Regions from separate parts of the Sus scrofa genome. Here region 2 is linked to region 1. The links are chromatin contacts, called in public Hi-C maps. All regions are on one chromosome and are shown on one strand. The core of a region is the stretch at or near the end of the contact, and the rest is flanking DNA. Distances in the headings are between cores, read along the strand shown.

Region 1 (3,929 bases), core at 1,079-3,578:
ACTCTTCTTACAAATTCATCCAGAAGACAAGACATCTTGTTTTTCTGTTCAGGCAGTTATTTATCCTCCAAATACTTTAACCTGGCCCCAAACAATGAGATCCGAGGAACCAAAATGAATCTTTAAAAAACATGAATAACAAAGACAATTATAATAGAGTTGCTCTAGTAAGAATTAAATATTATCTCATACACACTTTTATTTTATTTTTATTTTCATTTTTTCTCTTTTTTGTCTTTTCTGGGGCCGCACCCACGGCATATGGAGGTTTCCAGGTTAGGGGTCAAATCAGAGCTGTAGGCACCAGCCTACTCCAGAGCCACAGCAACTCGGGATCCGAGCCGTGTCTGCGACCTACGCCGCAGCTCACAGCAATGCCAGATCTTTAACCCACTGAGCGAGGCCAGGGATCGAACCCGCAACCTCATGGTTCCTAGTCATATTCGTTAACCATTCGTTCCCGCCACAACGGGAACTATTTTTTAAAGTATTCTTCTAAGAATACTTGTTAAGGGAGTTCCTGCTGTGACACAGTGGGTTAAAGATCCAGCTTGTCTCTGTGGAGGAGCCGGTTCAATCCCTGGCCCAGCACAGTAGGTTAAGGATCCAGCATTGTTGCAGCTGTGGCACAGGTCACAGCTCCAGCTTAGATTCAAACCCTGGCCTGGGAAATTCCATATGCTATGCGTGCAGCTAAAACAACAACGATAACAACAGCAACAAAACACTTGTTGAAATTTCAACTGTCAATTCAAAATATTAGTTGAGACCAAAACGTAAGCAATTTCATTTATTTATATTTCTACATCCACAACTACGCAGAAAATACAGTATCCATATACAGGATTTTTTTAGAGGAACATACATGTCAACAGTGGAATGTCTTTGATGTTTACATTAAAATGAAGGCAGATACTGATCTCGCAAAGGTTCTCAAAACTTCCTTTCTGTCCTAGACAAAGAATCCTCTGATTTAATAGTTTATTCATCAATCAATCATCATTGTTCTGCACTGTAAAAAAAAAATCAATATATTTTACAAGGTCAGACCTGCTCACTCCTTCTTTACTTAAAATATGGTAGAAACAAGCGTGCGTGAACGTAGAAAATACGTTTCAGTGATCAGAATATGAAAGATTAAAAACATATTCTGGCTACATTAATAAAACTTTCAAAGGGATTGCAACCAATTCTATCAAAGCCTCAGAAGTTCCTGTTTTGGCACTTAAAAGAGAAGACCATGAAACATCTTGTGAATTTTTTTCTTTGTGGATAATTAAACACAAGCCATGAGAAGACAAATGTACAGATGTACACCATATTTTCATCACTCTTGAGGACTGGAGACACGTATTGGAGACTTCATATTCAAAAGAAAAAAACATTTGAACCACATTTGAGACAAGTTACTGGCTTTCCCGAAAATAATGTCTTTTTGGTAGTTTACCCAGCTTAACCCCTAGAAGTGGCTTCTTTCAGGAAGGCCAAACACAGTCTCAAGTAACCAGTGCGCATGGCTTAGGCCTGAGTGTGGGGGCTGGGGATGCTCTAGAAACCCTTCTCTGGGCTCAGAGACATCTAGCCTGCCAGTGGCTGTCACCAAAGCAACTCCATCCCTCCTGGGGCTGGCAAGAATTCCTCTCCTGTTTGGGGGTGGGAACTGACGTTCACAAGCGAAAATGAGAGGGACCATTAGTCCCCCTTCTGTGCTCTGGGAATCAGCATCCTGCAGGGCCGACACTCAGACTCAATGTCATTACCAACCACGTGTGAAACCGTGAGGAGCCGCATAGGAGAGACCCATCCCCACAGCCCTTAGACCTCACCTGGCGACTCTGCTCTTGGTGGCAACACATGTTCACTCATTTCGTCTATTCAGCCAACATACAATGGGACCCCGTCACAGGCCAAGGGTGGCTGGGTGCTAAGGACACCACCTGAACAGGATGATATAAGCTGAGTAGCGAGGGAAATTAATCAAATAATCCCACTAACTGTGTGTGTGTGTGTGTATATACACGCAAACATATAATATAAAAATCACTACATATACCATCACAACTCTCAGAAGGACTAGGCAGAAAACGTACACAGCGCTGTAACACTGAAAATAGGGGAGAAGGATGGGGGCGCAGGGGCGACGTCAGGACAGCGTCCCTAAGGAAGTGTGTGATTCTTGTACGGGGCGGGGGGTGAAGAAGGGGTAGGGGAAGAGAAGGGTGGGGGTGGAGGCAGGAAGAACATTCCAGACCCAGGGAGCAGCAAGGAGAGGGCTATGGCGCTGGAAAAACGGACTGAGGGTCGGTACCGCCGGATCCCAGCGAGCAAAGCGGGTAGGGAGGGACGAGGGCTCGAGGCCGGAAGCACAGGCCCTAGTTGCCTCCAGCTTTACAGTTTTTCACCCCAGGAGCCGAGGGGAGACACGGAAGGGGTGAGCCCGGCCGCAGGGCCGGCAGGGGGCTCCCGGCAGGTGGAGGGGCTGCGGGGCGTCTGGCCGGGTGTGAGCATCTGCGCCCCACTTGCCAGGTCCCGGCGGGGCCGGGGCGGCGCGGGTGCGGGCGGGGGCGCGGGGACGGGAGCCGCCCGCGCCGGGTGAGCGGACCCCTCGCCTTGGCGAGCAGACCCTTCCGACGAGCCCTTCTCCGAACCCTGCGAAGCCCATGCAAGACGTTTCCTCTCGCGGTTGTGCAATTGGGCAAAGCCGTCTGCCGCGTGCCACTCGTGCTTCTCTGACGCTCCCTCTCACTCCGGGGAAGGGCAGCTCAGATGCCACGCGTGGCCCTCGGCGGGCGGGAAGGGAAGGAGGTTTCCAGGCCCTCGCGCCTCCTCCCTCCTCCACCGCCTGCCTGGCCTGAAGGGAGGAAGCGCTTTGTGCCGCTCCAACCGCAGGGGGGCAGACCCGCCCTGGCCTGGGGTCCCGAGGGCTCTGCCCGTTTGGGCTCAGCTGCCCAGCTGCTCCTCCCAGCTTCACGCTCTGCGTCGCCCACTCCTGCCACCACCACGCGTCCTCACCTGCTCTGGGGACAGCATCTGATAAACGCTTACTGAGAGGTAAAGAGAACGTGGTGAATGCCTTCTCCCCATGAACATTTATGTTTTAAAACCCCCAAATCAGGAAAGGCAGCCAACAGAGAAAGTATTTGGGAGGCAAACTGGCAGTGTTTGACCCTGAAATGGCACAACCTCCCCAGTCAGTCATGCTTGTCCTATAATTTGCCTCTCTTCCAACACATGGGCAGCAGAGCTGAGAAAAAGAAAAAAACATCAAGGAAAGGACTGAGCAGTTTCCCAGGTGGACCAAACCATTGTGTGCACCGGCTCCCGAATCTCCCTGGGTTCTACCCGAAGAGAGGACATGAAGACGCAGGTTCGATCCCTGGCCTCGCTCGGTGGCTTAAGGATCTGGTGTTGCCCTGAGCTGTGGTGTAGGCTGCAGATGCGACTCGGATCCCGCCTTGCTGTGGCTGTGGTGTAGACCGGCAGGTGCAGCTCCGATTAGACCCCTAGCCTGGGAGCTTCCATATGCTGTAGGTACTGCCCTAAAAAGCAAAAAAAAAAAAAAAAAAAAAAAAAAAAAAAAGCGAAGAGCAAACCTTGCCTGGTGGCCCAGGTCCCTCTCCTCTGGTTCCCACCTACCAGCCTTCCTGCCTCACTCGTACGTTCTCCTTAACGGGGAGCTTTGCTGCCTGTAAATCCTGTGTTCTTATTTTCCTCTGCTCTTTGATTTCTGCCAGTGTCTTCTTCTCTAGTATCTATTTCCTCCTTTTGTTTCCCACCTCTCAGCTGTTTTTCCACACCCAGCTCAAATCGCTCCTCCTCCAGGAAGCCCTCCAAGACCACTTCCACCTCTGTTATCCTCTCTCCCTACTCTGCTTCTCCCAGCTGCTCCCCAATTCACCCCCACTCACCCTTCCAACAGGACTGAAAAG
Region 2 (3,620 bases), core at 802-3,301, 340 kb before region 1:
AGCGAGTGTTCAGTGATATTTGTGGGGGAGTGCATTTAAGTTACATTTAATTAATTTGCTTTTTTGGCAAGCTGTAAATCAAAAACGTCTCTCTCTCTCTCTTTTTTTTTTTTTTTTTTTTTGCCTTTTCTAGGGCTGCTCCCACAGCATATGGAAGTTCCCAGGCTAGGGGTCTAATCAGAGCTGTAGCCGCTGGCCTACACCACAGCCACAGCAACGTGGGATCTGAGCCGAGACTGTAAGCTACACGACAGCTCACGGCAACGCCAGATCCTTAACCCACTGAGCGAGGCCAGGGATCGAACCTGAAACCTCACGGTTCCTCCCAGTCAGATTCGTTAACCACTGCACCACGACAGGAACTCCCAAAAAAAGTCTCTTAATAAGGGTGCCTGTGTTCCTGTTTGGTACAATTTAGTTGATAGATGTAAAAAAAAATGGAACGCCTCACTCCTCCTTTCATAATATCTTGGCGGTTGACGTCCCCTCCCAGCCCCAACCCCTAACAAATATGTAACTGAAATGAAGGCAAGGTTCTGATGTGGGGCTTTAGGTTCAGTCTCGTCCTCCTGGGGTCTTTGGACTTTGAGTTAGTTGCCTGTCCCTCACCTGTCCCAGGTGCAGTCCTCGTGCCCAGGCCACCCGTGGTCCCCCGGTCCTTGCCACACCTTCCCCGATCAGTGCCAAGACCCTTTTCTTGGTTTCCTGTACCCAGATCACAAGAAGGTAGAGACTATTTTATGCCCCCTTCCCAACATTTCTTAGCAACACTTCAGAGACTTCAACACACAGTCAGAACCTCGGGGTTGACGAAGGGGTTAGTTCCAAATCCCACCAGAATAATCTCAGCCTAAAGGCAGCCCCTTTTCTTCTGAAGCAGCTACAGGCTCATGCTGTTTTCCGTGGTAGTCTGTCCTCAGATTCCCCAGCTCCTCACTGTTTCCCATCCATATCAGTTCTAATTTTTTTTCCACTCCAGTTCACCGCTGTCCCAGTTCCCATTGCTCTGACCTCGGTGGAGACAGAACAGCTGGTGGACATTCTGTTTGTCATAACCCTTCACATCCTCGTGTCAGAGGCGAGTGAGCAAAGGTTTTATAATTATTATAGTCATGGTTTTAGCTCCTACTGTGTGCCAGTCACCATAACAACACCACCACCAAGTCAGTTTGTCATGAGAACTTACAGGCATGTGTAAATTCTTTTGGGAAGTCATTATATACACACTGGATGATGCTTTGCTAACACGATTCATCTTCGTACCTGCAAGTCCCTATTCATCTTGGAGTTTTCTGAGGCAGCTCCTCTTACAGAAATGTCAGTCCTCATTGATGCCTTGAGAGAATCCCAACATTTTCTGCATCTAAATGGCATGGCGTGTCTCTCTTAACAAGAAGTGGTGTGAAATTGCTAGAAATGGCAGACACGTTTTTCAGCTTTGAAGATATGTCCACATGCGGCATTTGAGGGTCTCTTTTGGGAACCAGTTGGTGTGTCTGTTAGGGAGTAAACTGGAGAGCCTTTTAATGCCTTTCGAGCACCAAATGGGGCCTTAAGTCTCTCCATTGAGGTCGTTCGCACTTAAAAGTATAGGTCTAATCACAACTGGAGAATTAATGCCCCATATTTGCCTTTTGTTGATTCAGAATAAACCCTGACTGGAGGCAGCTTAAGCTAAAGGAGCCGGCCAAGACTGGCCTTCTCTCTTTACCGTGAGCCTTGGCTTGCTCGGCGGCAGAGAGGGTTGCTGTGCCTACCTGTTGTCTGTAGGAATGAGTGAGGGCCTGCCCCAAGGATATATTGTTGACACAGTGCACGGGTTCTCTTTCTGCCTCAATTTTCCCTTCATCTCCCCTCTACGGGGAAGCAGGGCCTGAGAATATTGTACATATTTCTTCCTTGACCTTTAAAAAAAATTTCAGCACATCAGCTCTTTTAAACCTTTGAGTGGAAAATGGCCATCATCTGGGATTCTGTGAGCCCAGCAGTGCCGTAAATCTAATTTTCTCTGCACGGTGATGCTTCGTCTGTCCAGCAGGTGGCAGGCGTTCCCCTGGCGTGTTCGGACTGCCGTCTAGACGCATTTGGACTGATGTATCCGTGAGGCCACTGGAACAGACAAGAAGGTACACACGAATGCTGGCCGTTACACAATCAAAACAACTTTGTCAGGCAAAGGAGGAGCTAGTGAGCATCTAGCACACGCTCATCTTTTCCAGCCACCAACGTCTCCTGTGTTCTGCTGCTTCTCTCCTGGGCTTTGGCACATCCTGCTTCCTTTGCCTGGAACTCTTCTCAGCAAACCTCAGCCACCGTCACGGGGGTACCGCTGCCAGGGCTCAGTTCAGCCATCACCACCTTCGGGAAGGTTTTCATCCTTGACAGCTCGTTCTGGGTTGAGTCACCGCAGCCTGCCGGCTCCTGGACCCTGTCACCCTTCAGTCCCCGGCTCCGAAGCTGCCTCCTCAAACTGGCCTCCCAGTCCACTTGCTACCCAGAGCTTCCCTAGAATCTCCAACGGTGTCGAGACAAGTGCTCCACGGCAAAGGCATGGCTGTGCCCCGCAGCACCGTGCGGCCTCCGGCACTCCTGTGTGGCACAAGTCAGTCTTGTCTGTGTCACCTCCTAGGTGGTAAACTTCACGACAACAAGAATCGTGTCGACTGGATCCACCGTCTTACCTTTGATGCTGGCCCATCATCACGGCTCAACGGATATTTGCTGAAAATGATCACACATTTTAATATCCACATAGGTACCAAGTACGGCCACAGTGACGTAAATAATTTTGGATTTGTTGGCGTGTTTGGTTTTGCTGTTTTAGGGATGCACGTGCAGTGTATGGAAGTTCCTAGGCTAGGGGTAGAATAGGAGCTGCAGCTGCCGGCCTACAGCCACAGCCACAGCCACAGCCACAGCATCACAGGATCCTTAACCAATGAGTGAGACCAGGGGTCGAACCTGCGTCCTCATGGATACTAGTTGGGTTTGTTCCCACTGAGCCACAGTGGGAACTCCTGTTTTGTGCTTTTTTGAAGAGTTCAGCGGAAGCAGAGGAAGGGGAATGGGAGCAGGGACCTGTTCTAGGCCTCCGTCCCCCACACCCCCTCCCCCTGCAACCGCACCTGTATGTTGAGTCAGCCAGGTGGGCTTTTGACAGCAGCAGCACTGAACGAATGGGTTTTAGGTTGGCCTGAATTCTCAAGTGGCTTTAGAATTAACGTCAGGCTTCATAGGAAGTTAAACGTGGTATGCAGAGCATGAGTTTGGGAGATGGCAGAACATTTGAGGAGGTAGAAAGTTGTGAGCGGCCATCTGGTGACCAAACAGATAACGGAGATATAAAAATAGGCAACAGGAGAATTAGACTGGGACAGTTATAGCAACGAGGCTGAAGGAAAACATTCAGAAAAAGACTCCAATTTGAACTCTTCTAAGGATGCGCTCTGGGTCTTGAGCCGCACAGGAGGCCTGTGGACCTGCGTTGTCAGAGGCCCCAGGATGAAGGCAGAAGCAGCCTTAGCCAGAGGCAAGAAGGACCCAGGTCACGTCCGTCTCTTTGAAGATCTCCATATATTATTTTTATTTTTTAAATTTTTCTTTCTTTTCAGGTCCACATC

Evidence for each region. A called contact is a pair of places that touch in the nucleus more often than the background predicts.
Region 2: a contact with region 1 is called in a Hi-C map of subcutaneous adipose tissue, with 3 times the contacts expected there. A contact is called at or near these places in 2 of 5 promoter capture datasets (fetal skeletal muscle and liver), 23 of 47 Hi-C or Micro-C datasets (blood, brain, embryonic fibroblasts and 12 more) and 2 of 2 datasets of targeted methods (alveolar macrophages and skeletal muscle).

Annotation. Positions count from the first base shown.
Region 1 is chr4:125,082,845-125,086,773 of Sscrofa11.1, reverse strand. No RefSeq gene overlaps it. Among named protein-coding and RNA genes, the nearest start is that of BRDT, 23 kb to the right of the region's middle.
Region 2 is chr4:125,425,437-125,429,056 of Sscrofa11.1, reverse strand. No RefSeq gene overlaps it. Among named protein-coding and RNA genes, the nearest start is that of CDC7, 32 kb to the left of the region's middle.